4 separate regions of the Mus musculus genome follow, and all the other regions are linked to region 4. The links are chromatin contacts, called in public promoter capture Hi-C maps. All regions are on one chromosome and are shown on one strand. Each heading gives the region's core, a stretch centred on a gene start, on an enhancer-like site or on the middle of the called end of the contact. The rest is flanking DNA. Distances are from core to core; before and after follow the strand shown. Region 1 holds the start of Nectin1 (nectin cell adhesion molecule 1). Region 2 overlaps 4930546K05Rik (RIKEN cDNA 4930546K05 gene). Region 3 overlaps Tbcel (tubulin folding cofactor E-like). Region 4 holds the start of Grik4 (glutamate receptor, ionotropic, kainate 4).

Region 1 (2,827 bases), core at 27-2,526, 800 kb before region 4:
CCGAAACCATCTGACAAGAGGCCGCCAAAAGAAATGAAGTCGCCCCCAACCCCCGCCACTCTCCTAGCCCACAGCCCACCAGCTAGGAGACTGACGCCCTCCCCCTGGGGCTGTTGTCTCATACCCCAAGCCCGTGATTACGGTGATTATTTTGCATTTATGTAACACGCAGTGTTTCCAAACTGCTTCTCGAGCTGAGAACTGGTTATTAAATAAATAGAACCCTATTACATATTATTATTTTTGTGAAGAACTGAGCGGAGAAAGTGCTTTCTTGCTACATAGAGACGTGCATCCGATTGCTACCCTGCAGGGCAGGCTGTTGGGCTTCTCAACCCCTTTCTCCACGGTGCCACCTCCTGCCCCCCCTTATCCAAGCGTGACCCAACTTTTCTGGCTCCGTTCGCTCCCTACAACCCGTAGCCTTGCCCATCATCCAGCTCCAAGTCCCGGGGAGGTTCTGGTTGGGTGGGGGGCTATGGAGGGAGGCAGAGGCAATCGCCTTACCTGGGAGGAAGAAGGCGGTCAAGCCGAGAGCGAGTCCCCACCAGCGTCCAGCGGCGCCCGCAAGCCCCATCCGAGCCATCGGGGGGTGGGGGTCCGGCGAAAGGGGCTGCCAGGAGGGCGCTCCTCGCGCTCCAGAAACCAGTCTGGAAGACGAGGGCGGATCGCTGGCGGTTGGCGGGCGCTCGGAGGATCCAGGTCAGCCGCAGCCGTCGGTCGGGGCGGGGTGGGCTGGGTGGGATCCGCGCGGCCGCAATCCGGTCCCCGGCTGCCGCCGGCTCAGAGCCTCGGCAGATGCCCGCAGTAAGTTGCACGAGTCATGCCCCCTTCGCCTCCTCCGCTCTTCTCCTCGCCCCGGTCCCCGCCCTCTTCTTCCACGCAAAGCCCGGCTGGGGAGAGGGACCCACCCCCGGCGCGCCCGGCTACCGGGCTAGCGCGGCGCAGGCTCCCGGCCCTGGGCGCGCTCACACCCTCCCGCTCGGCTCCAACTTGCAGGCGTCCATGGCCGGCTGTTCTCCGAGGGTGGCCGGGCGGTGCGGAGGGCTCGGGGCCCAGGCGGTGGTGTGCGGCTAGGGCGGCCAGCTGCCCGCGGGGCTCGGGGCTGCACGGTCTCGGAGGACCGAGGGGAGCGAGCCGGGTGCGCCACGGGTCCCCACCGCGGCCGCTGCGCTCGGTGCGGGCGATCCGCAACAATGTGGAGCTGCCCCGGTGCCGAGGCGAGCCGCGCTCTCTCCTCTCCCTCTCTTTCTCTCACTCGCCGATCCAGCCTCTCACCCGCTCTCCCGTGATGTCAGCCCGGGGGGAGGGGTTAGCATTAACCCCCTCCTGGCTCCCACGCGCCCGGCCCAGCCCTGGCCCGGCCTCCGCCCGCGCGGCCGCACCTCCCAGTCCTAAGCAGCTGTGGCTGCGAGCGTGGCCGTGGGGTTCGGCTCAGGGCCCCAAGCTAGCAAGATGCCCCTTGGGTCGCCGTTCGGTCGTGGAAAGGGCCGGAGGGCGGGCTGCCCTCCTCGGTCGCTGACAAAGGGAGGCAGTGACCCCTAGCGGCCGGCAAGGGGGAGAAGCTGCTCGGTAGGGGTGGAGTTAAGATGAGGAGGGGGGCTGCCGTAGGGATCCGTGTGAACGCTGGATCTGGCATTGTCCGAGCTCCGAGGGCTTTTCTGACTCTCTGGTCCGACCCTGGGACCATTTCGCAGATGAGGAAACAAAGGCCCAGAGGAGGGCATGGAGAGTGGCAGAAAGAAGCAGAGCACAGGCTAGAACTGTTGCCAAAGCTTCTGCTCCCCAAGATCTGGACACCAGACGGAAACAGCTTTGCGGAGGACCAACCGCGAAAGCTGTGAAGAGTTGAGGCAAGACAAGACATTAGTGGGTGAGAGATCAGGGCACTCAGGTTTCTAGTGGGTCTTCTTTAATCCTTATTGCCTTCAGGGGGTCCTTGTCCCGAAATCGAAGCATTCTGCTTTCCCCAAAGAGCGACAAACCAAGTGGGCTCCCATTGCCTTCACCTCGTTTCTGAGTGGTTTGCGGGATTCCCGCGAAAGTGGCCCATCCAGTCGGTGTCCCAGAACGGCCAGGACTCTCCGCCCCATCCTGTTCGCCACCCACCACATCCGGGTGGCTTCTTGCCAAGGTGACTGAGCCCGAGGGGCCCTTAGCAGCCTGAAGCCTGGACCTTCTGTCCCCATCCTTGGACTAGGAGAGGCAGACAGACAGGGTTTCCCAGTCAAGAGAACAGAACTCCCTCGTTCGGGGCTGAGCAGACCACACCCACTTTGCCCTTTGCCCTTAGCCCAGCCCCAAGGGCACAGAGGCTTGGGGTAGCGCCAAATTCTGATAAAATGTAAATTTTCCTTTCGGAGAATGGGAGGGGCAGGACAATGGAAGAGAGGGACAGTTTCCCACTCTTGGGCCCACGGGCTCAGCCTGCTAAAGAAGTCACTCCACTCAAAAGGAATGCTCTCTGTATCCTTTTATGCTTCACCCGTGTAACTCAGGACAAACTGTCTACCACACTACCGCCTGACTTGGGAATGCATTGTGTGGTCTCATAGTTGGTCCTTGCCCCACAGGAGCGGGGTCTAGTGGGGATGGGGGGGGGGGGGAGACACAGAAACAGAAGTTCTATAGAATCACTCACCGCAGCACGGCATTGTGGGGGTTTTCAGATTCAGGACATCTACGTTAGCCTGGGCTGGGAGGGACCTGAAAGGCTTCTGTGGTAAGGGGCGCAACAGGGGCTGACTGGAGGTGTCTGTCAGGCACAGACCATCCTTCAAGATACTGGATTTAAAGTAGAGGTCAGCACAGGGAAAACTGTGAAAGA
Region 2 (2,700 bases), core at 79-2,578, 760 kb after region 4:
GGGTCTGAGATAAGGGGAGACATAGGTCAACGAGTGATAGACACACAGTGACATTTTCCCTCTTTTCTCTCACTCCCAGCCCTACCTGGCTTCACACCCTCACAGCCTCCTGCTTCTATGGATCCCACGTGCTCTTACATGGTCTGTCAGCAGTCTCTTCTTGTCTGGCTGCTCAGAGTAGCCCCAGCCCTGCATTACACCCCCCCTGCACTTTAACAGGATCCTGCCACAGTGCCTCTGCACCTCAGAGTCTGAGGAGTGCTTCATTATTGCACCAATGTTAGAGGGAAGGCCGGTAACCTTCCCGGCCCTGTGGCCCTTTTAATAGTAAATTTCATGAGCTGTGAATTTGCAAAAAGGCATGTTCTCTGCCCTGACACTTTGAGCTATCTTCTCATACAGCTCTTCTTGACAGCATGTCTTAGGGAGCTAATTAGGCTATGGTGTGGGGCTGGTTCTTTGACTCATTTCTACTGAGCACCTAAGAGCAGAATCTCCCCCCAGCACTCTGTAACCTAGTATAGGGTCGAAGGGTCGAAGGCTTACCATGAACAACCAGCTAAAGGTTTCAAGCCTCACTTTGCTCCTGGCTAAGAAGAAGGATGGGGGAGGGGCATCCCTGAGCTTCAGTGTTCTCATTACAAAATGAGATTGAAGGTCCATTGTTAAGGATTAGAGACCATAGGTGTGCTACATGTGACAGGTGTGCTATGGGGACAAAGCCAGAATTATACAGTAGGCACTACTTAAGAAATGACATAGAACCACCCTGATGGTGCAGAAAAGGGGTGGCATATGTGAAGGGATCAGAGCAGACTGTATTCAGACAGAGCTAGCACTGGAAAAGGCGGCTGAGCACTAAACAGAAAACTGTACACAGAGCTTTGTAGGCAAAGGAAGTTAAATACATAAACAAATTCTCATAGACAAGCTTGCATATGGCATATTTGGGAGACCAAGCACTCATCTGTCCCCCCTACACACACACACACACACACACACACACACACACACACACAAACACACCCCTACACCGCCATCCAGTTTGTGAATTTGGGGGGGAGGGTAGGGTGGGAACATTCTTTTTAAAAAAAAAAACAGAGCTCTCAAAAACATTTTTTTTTTTTTACATTGACTAGGTTGCCTTTGCTGTAAAGATGAAAATGATGGGAAATAAATTTTTCCAGAAGATCTGGTCCATATGCTGCTGCCCGCCATGGCTGGAGTCTCGGATTCAACCATTGTGTTGGCTGCCTGCTGCCCAGACTGAGTGGGGTGAACTCAGGACAGAGCCTTGCTTTGGCATGAATACCTCTGCCTTCTCTTGCTGACACATTCCCTCCACCACTCAAGAATGCACAGAGCCCTTGCCAGGTTGAGAATGCCTGACTGTGACAGCAGCGTTTGCAAAGTAAAGAGCCTATTTATGAAGATAATGGCAGTGCCCAGACCAGGCCCACCGTGGGAGAATCTTGGCTCGTAATTAGCAAGAACAGTGCATTTTAATGAGGATGCCTGGTAGGCAGTCGGCTCCTGCCTGGACTGCCAACAAATCTGGGCCAGAGGGAGTGTTGGCAGTGAGGACAAGGAGCAGGTGAGGGGAACAACATAGAAGAAAATGTGCTCATCTTTCGGAAACTTGAAAGCTTTAGGATGGTTTCATTTCCCCATTACCCTGGCTGTCGTCCCTTGGGCTGTTTCTCTGGAAGCAAACAGCTTGGAGAAGATATATCAGATCTGGTAACTAGCAATCCCAAACATTGCTGGAGTGAACAGCAAAGGCCTAGGGGCCTTGGGGTGGAGGCTCAGAAATGTGGGCATTTTATTTTTCCTGAAAGGCAATTAGGCCATTGCTATGAAGCCTGTGGAGAAACTGGAATCTCAAAGCTTTCTGAAGAGAACAGCTATGGCTTTTGAAGCTGTGAGCCCTGGTGGAGGTGATCATTATTACCAAGGTTAGCTTAAGTCAGAGCCTTTGAGCTTTGTTGCTGGAGGCTGACAGACTACCGCTGAGGGGTATGACCTAAGGAAAATGGGACTTCTCAGCCTCTCTGTTGTTTCAGAGTTCTGGCTCAGGGAGAATGGGCTTCCCATTGAACAGGGTGAATGTTCATGCATAGGTGATTATAGCAATTCCAAGATAGGTGAAGGGACTGTGATATGCCGAATCCTGGGTACCACGAGCGTCTTAGTCAGTGTTCTATTACTGTAAAGAGACACCATGACCATGGCAGCTCTTACAAAAGAAAGCATTTAATGAAGGCTGGCTAACAGTTTCAGAAGTTTAGTCCATTGTTGTCACGATGGGGAGCATGGAGGCATGCAGGTAGACATGGTGCTGCAGATGCAGTTGAAAATTTTACTTCTGGACCCACAGGAAACAGGAAGAGAGAGATGGAAAACAGGAAGAGAGAGACAGGAAACAGGAAGAGAGACACACACTAGGCCTTGCTTGAGTTTTGAAACCTCAAAAGCCAACCCTAGAAACATACTTCCTCCAACAAGGCCACACCTCCTAAACCTTCTCAAGTAGTGCCACTTCCTGATGACTAAGCGTTCAAATACATGAGCCTGTAGGAGCCATTCTTATTCAAACCACCACAGCAAGAATTCTCAGGTCAGACGGATGAAGGCTATCTTGTTATATCTGATATATAAGGGACAATCATAGAAGCCCTTAACGAAAAACGAAAGGGATAC
Region 3 (2,718 bases), core at 72-2,571, 520 kb after region 4:
TATATGACTGTGCTCATGAGGAAGCCGGTTAGGTCAGGCAAAGGGCCGCCCTATCCTAGAAAGCATTTGTGCTAGCCTGGTCAAGGTGAGGGGGTTATTCTGAATGGAAGTAGTGGAGGTAAGAGAGGAGACAGCATGGCTGTGGCACTTGCTGTTCTTTCTTACTGTGGTAGGAAATTGCTGGAAGTTTGATGGGGGGCTGTGGGGATTTCAAAGGGTGGGCTTGGGTTCTGGTTATAAGGAGGGCCTGAGAGAGACCTGGAGAGCAAATTGCTCATTGAGACTATAGGAAACAAGGCTGACTCTAGACACTGAAAGAGGATGCCTGCTTTGGGCTAAATTATAGAATTTAGTCCTGGGGAAACACATTGCGCATTTCTGCTTGTTTTTGAGTATTTACAGTCACGATCCCTCTAGGGCAACGCAACCATCTTTCAGGATGGCGGGAGCCTCCACACTTAAAGCCCAGCACATGTGTCATTACTGCTTTGCCCTTAACTGATGCCAATCACACTGCTTCTGTTTATGAGTTTCCCTTCATCTTGCCTTTGCTTTCTCTCTCCATCTCCTCTGAGAGATTGGATGTAAATTGCTTCTTTAGCGCTGAGCTAATATGTAGTCCTGTTTAATTTTAAAGAGAGAAAAAACAAAAGGAAGCAAGTTCCTCTAGGATCTCAACCTGATTGTATCTTTGGGGGTTCAGTGGCTTCTTGATTTTGAGCGCAGTGAGTGACCTAGCTGATTTGAGGTGTCCCTTTCTTGAGACCTTAAAATTTCAAACTTTATCAAACGAGTTATAAGAGCCATGGTTCCAGAGGACAGTGCCGATGGACCAGTGGACAGAGGAGTGCTGCTGTCAGAGACCAGGGGTAAAGCTTCCTTAAGCTTTGCTTTGCTTTCACTCTCCCCAAAGCTGTGTCCTGAGGGATGCTTGAGCTCTTGGGACAGCTTCTTTAGAATGTCAAGGATTAGGCGCCCAGTTCCTCGAGTGCTTGCTTAGTGTCACCAACGGCATGCTTTGTGAAGTATGGAGAGTGGCTTTTCCTGCTAGAGACTCATGGCTCTTCTTAGCTGAGTTGATTGTATCTCCTGTGATTGTGAGGCAGGGCAGCAGGCTGTATTTGGACACCACCCCAATGAAGGCCCGTTTTGTCTCCAACACTGGAGGAATCCTAGCGCACTGTGTCCCTTCCCTCATATTCCTTCCACACAGAGGACCTGCTGTTGTGAAGAGCATTCTTCGCCTGGACACAGGTCTCCTGGGGTTCTCGGCATTGCCAAGCTCCATCATCCTCTGTCAGGGTGGTGACACAGCACTGCTCACATTCATCTGGGAGTCTGATGGGAGACAAAAGGGGCTTTCTCCTCCCAGCTCCTCGGAGACCCTCTGAAATGTTAGCTTTCCCTGTGACCTGCAGGCTTTGTCATGCCAGTCACCCAGGCCTTGCTTCTGACTTCTTGCCTCTTTCTCAGCCTCGGCCCAGCAGGAGGTAGCTGCCTTCCTAATCTCTAAAGCAGATACAGAGGAGGATTTCAAAGAAGAGGCACAGTGAGGCCCCCCAAGTGCTTCTGGTCTTGGAGACACTGTCTTTCTTCTCTGAACTTTAGCCTTGGCCAGAACAAGTAGCCAGCTTTGCCTTTTTGTTGTTGTTGTCTTGTTTGTTTAATTTTTAAAAATGAAAAAAATTAATAAGAATAATAAGATACTATTTTCCTGTATTTATAGCTAATGAGTTTATTTTTCACATTATTTTATTTTAATTAAAAAGAAAGACTATTTCAGGAAAAATGGGGTGCTTAAGCCTTACCGCTTATCCTCTTTCTCACTCTAGGAGGTCACCAGAGCAAGAATACCTTTAAAGATGTGTTTTATTTTGTAACTGTGTGTGTGCGTGCACACCCAAGTGCAGGTATGTGTGCATGCACACCCAAGTGCAGGTATGTGTGCATGCACACCCAAGTGCAGGTATGTGTGCGTGCACACCCAAGTGCAGGTATGTGTGCATGCACACCCAAGTGCAGGTATGTGTGCGTGCACACCCAAGTGCAGGTGCCCGCAGAGGCCAGAGAGTTGGTCCGATCCCCCTGGAGCTGGAGTTTTGGCAGGTTTGCACTCACATCCTCTGCAAAGCTCGTAAGTATACATAACTGTTGTGCCATTGCTCCAGCTCCTCAGGTCAGAAACCTGGTGTACATAAATCTTTGGTATCTCTTTAAAATCAACAACAACATAGAAAGTAGGGCTTACACTTCTGTGTCAATGACATATCTTCCCATGGTCTTTTCAGTTTCTGTTTTGTTGGAAACAGTATTAAACTTGAATGCCAATCTTTTACACTATGGCTTACTCTTTAAAATTTACTTTATACCCAGGAGTGGTGGCATACACCTTTGATCTCAGCACTCTGAAGATAGAGGCAGGTGGGTCTCTGAGTTAGGCCAGCCTGGTCTACAGATCAAGTTCCAGGACAGTCAGGGCTGTTACACAGAGAAACCCTGTCTCAAAAGATATGTGTGTGTGTGTGTGTGTGTGTGTGTGTGTGTGTGTGTGTGTGTGTGTGTGTTTTCCCCACCATATCTCCCTCCCAGCCTCTGAATTCTTTTTTTGTTTTGATTTTTACTATGAACTCTAGTTGGTGCTGGTCATGTGTGCATGAGTGTAGGGTGATCCGCTGGGACATGGAAACCTACTGGAGCGGTAGAGGACTACATCCCTGA
Region 4 (2,700 bases), core at 129-2,628:
CCGTCTGACAGTTGATTGAGGAAAGACCGAAGGGACTGGAGCTATCCAGAGTGGCCGGTCCTGTGCCAACAGAGCACTCATAAAGTCCAGTCTGGGAGAGGAGGTGGGAGAGAGAACAGGCTCTTACAACCACAATCGCCACCCCCCCCAGCCCCCCAAGCAGGTAACTCAGCTCTGCTGCCCTCCCGGCATGATATAGGGAGTGTCAACAAATATCCTGTAGTCCGTGTATATTGTCCTCCCAGGCCCTAGAACCAACCAAGAATGCCTAGAACAGCCCCTTCGTGGAGACTTTAGGGTAAGCAGGTGGTTAGGTGTGAAGGAAGAGTGGGAGACGATTGGGAGGCTGGCTTAGATGCTTTCCGGGTTTGTCTACGGCTAAGACTCTGGGTTTGAAATGAGGAACTAATCGGTTTGAGGAAGTCACTTGACCCCCTGAGGCCTCCTGCTCCTCTGCCCTCTCCTTTTCTAGCCCCCCACCCACCCACCCCAAGGCTGCTATGATGTGGCCAAATGATCCCTCAAACCAAGTAGCTTGGTTCTCTCTTGGTCCAGCCCCCAGCTCCTGGTGAAGGCTAGGTCTTTCACCTTTCCTAGGCCGAGGTTTCCTTATGTGTAGCATAAAGTGACAACTTCTCCCAGGAGGTCTGTGTGCACAAACCAGTAGACTTCCAAACGTGAGCTGTGGTTCTTCGGCCTCCTGAAACATTGTGGTCTATCTGGCCTTGCTAAAGCAAAGCTTCACCCAGCTCCGCGCCACCACCGAGGAGGCCGCAGTCTCTACGCCTCGTCCCCTAGGTCTGGCCCCTAAAACGCCACCAGGAGTCGCCCTTCGCCCACCGAAGCAGGCCAAGCTAATAACTCCTGCGGACCAGGGCGGGCTGCCCCTTGGCGCTGGATGGTGAAGTGTACCCCAGCTCCTCACTTGGGGGTCAGTCCTCTGCAGCGCCCACCCGGAGCCCCCCCATCCCCGGCCCGCCGTCTCCCGATCGTCCGGATCAGGGAAGCTGCAAGTTTGGCTCTGTCTGTTCCGGCCTCCCCGCCTCGCCGCTCGGCTACCTAGGTCCGGGTCCCCAGCTAAAGACCCCGCCGGCGAGCGGAGACTCCGGCGGCCGCGGCCCGGAAGGGACGCCCCCTCCCCGGCCGGCCGCGTGCGGGACCGCCGCAGTTCCCTCACTGCCCGCCGGGCGGCGCCTCAGCGCCTTTCCGCGCGCCTCCCGCGCTGCCCGCTCCCGGCTCGCTCGCAGCCGGACACAGACTCTGCCTTCGGCTGCTGGCGGATCGAGCTGGAGCCGCCGCCGCCGCCGCTGCGGAAGAAAAAAAAAAAAAGAAAAAAAAAAAAAAAAGGGAAAACAACAGCCGGGCCGCCGGCCGAGCAACGTCGGGTCCCCAGCTTGGCGCCCGGAGTGCGGAGCCGCCCAGGTAAGGGCAGCAGCCCCCGCGCCGCCCCCGACCGGCGCCCTACGCTGTCTCCCCGCGCCCCCCGGGGCTGCGCCGCACCCCGACTTCTGACGTCTCCGCCGCTAGCTCCCTCCGGGCCGCGGCCCGCACCCTGCCTGGCCCCGCTCCCGCCTCCAGCTGCCCAGTCCCCTGCACTCTGATGCCTGCGACCCCGGATTCTCCGCTGAGCCCCCGCCACCTTGCCCCGTACTTCCCCTAGTCTCCATCCCTGCCTGCTTCCCCCTGCGCCTCCTCTCCTCCGCTCCGATCCTCCTTCTGTGATCCTCCCTCTTCCCAGTCCAACTCCCAGCCCAGCCTCTGCCCCCTGCAGGGATGACGGCCCCTTCCCGACACTGGCGATTCTACCCCGCCTCGTCACCCTCGGCTTCTCCTACGGGCCGCTCTTGCCCGCCACAGTCTTCCATCAGACCAGCCCGGCTTCTGAGCCCCCTTCTCCCTTCCCTCTTTGCCATCTGTCTTGACCACCCCTGCTCGGGCCCTGGACTCCGGCCACCACCACACCCCCAACCCTGCACGCCGTCTTGCTTTGGGCCAAGCCAGCGTCCTATCAGAAATGACCCTCCTTCTTGCGACTAATGGGCCTCTTAGCCATCCCACCCTAGTTCACCCGAGTGGGAAGTAAGGGAAAAACTCTGGAGACCTGCATTGGGCGCTGGAGGGGGAAGGGGATCAGTGGAGGGGGAGGGGAGCTAAGGAGATGTTCTTTAGTGAGGACCGGGCAGAGCCGGAGTGGTTCCGACCCAGCTTGGGGTGGAAGGCGCCCTGGTGACGGCTGGGACAGGGGGTTTGTCCAAGGCGCCAAGAGCACCTGTGCCTCCCTCCCTGGGCTCCCTGGAGCTGAGGAAAGTGAGGGAGGAGGTGGAGCCTGGGGAGAGTTGGCCCAGGGCTTTGGGGTTGGGGGAGGCGCGACCAAAGGGATAGACAAGGCACGCGGGCCAGGTTGCCTGGCTGTAGCCAGGCTATGCAGGCTGAGCTGGTCCCCTCTTGGACCTTGGGCTGTGTGGTTCTTGGCATCTGTACTTGATGCTGCCATCTTCCTCTTGGTGCTGTTGTCTGGTGATGCCACGCGGTGCCACCTCCCTGCCTCCCTCCAGTGGCTCTTCTGGGCATGTCTCCCAGGGGCCTGGGCTGTCTGGAAAGAGGAGGGGAACTCTGGCTGGGCCTGGCCACTGTGCCTGACAAGTAGGTATCTCTTGAGACCAGGGCAGGAGGGCTGAGGGTTGGCCAAGAGGATCTGAG

What was found. Promoter capture Hi-C pulls out the DNA fragments that hold promoters and counts their contacts. Capture Hi-C pulls out chosen DNA fragments and counts their contacts.
Region 1: a contact with region 4 is called in a promoter capture Hi-C map of pancreatic islet. The contact joins the promoter of Nectin1 here to the promoter of Grik4 in region 4. A contact is called at or near these places in 3 of 39 promoter capture datasets (liver and stem cell-derived epiblast-like cells) and 1 of 9 other capture datasets (pancreatic islet).
Region 2: a promoter capture Hi-C map of hippocampal neurons shows a contact between it and region 4, with 2.1 times the contacts expected there. The contact joins the enhancer-like site here to the promoter of Grik4 in region 4. A contact is called at or near these places in 5 of 39 promoter capture datasets (the 3T3-L1 cell line, the C10 cell line, frontonasal cranial neural crest and 2 more) and 1 of 115 datasets of contacts at active chromatin or transcription factors (embryonic stem cells).
Region 3: a promoter capture Hi-C map of stem cell-derived epiblast-like cells shows a contact between it and region 4, with 4 times the contacts expected there. The contact joins the enhancer-like site here to the promoter of Grik4 in region 4. A contact is called at or near these places in 12 of 39 promoter capture datasets (3T3-L1-derived adipocytes, the C10 cell line, the SN4741 cell line and 8 more), 1 of 484 Hi-C or Micro-C datasets (embryonic fibroblasts) and 15 of 115 datasets of contacts at active chromatin or transcription factors (VIP interneurons, craniofacial prominence, differentiating embryonic stem cells and 9 more).

Annotation. Positions count from the first base shown.
Region 1 is chr9:43,742,403-43,745,229 of GRCm38.p6, reverse strand. Nectin1 (nectin cell adhesion molecule 1) reads right to left here and starts at 1,276. Exons shown (of 6, transcript NM_021424.3): 1 at 508-1,276. The coding sequence starts at 586. All of the region lies in intron 3 of Gm46108 (a long non-coding RNA gene), which reads left to right.
Region 2 is chr9:42,182,374-42,185,073 of GRCm38.p6, reverse strand. 4930546K05Rik (RIKEN cDNA 4930546K05 gene) reads left to right here. Exons shown (of 7, transcript NR_040754.1): 7 at 1,140-2,700. Among named protein-coding and RNA genes, the nearest start is that of Gm36390, 8.2 kb to the left of the region's middle. Within about 2 kb of position 1,328, at least 79 of the 459 cell types and tissues checked have an H3K27ac peak or open chromatin away from gene starts, as enhancers often do. A contact at or near this core is called in hippocampal neurons, where this site is marked.
Region 3 is chr9:42,425,439-42,428,156 of GRCm38.p6, reverse strand. All of the region lies in intron 7 of Tbcel (tubulin folding cofactor E-like), which reads left to right. Among named protein-coding and RNA genes, the nearest start is that of Tecta, 27 kb to the right of the region's middle. Within about 2 kb of position 1,321, at least 20 of the 459 cell types and tissues checked have an H3K27ac peak or open chromatin away from gene starts, as enhancers often do.
Region 4 is chr9:42,943,049-42,945,748 of GRCm38.p6, reverse strand. Grik4 (glutamate receptor, ionotropic, kainate 4) reads left to right here and starts at 1,378. Exons shown (of 21, transcript NM_175481.5): 1 at 1,378-1,422.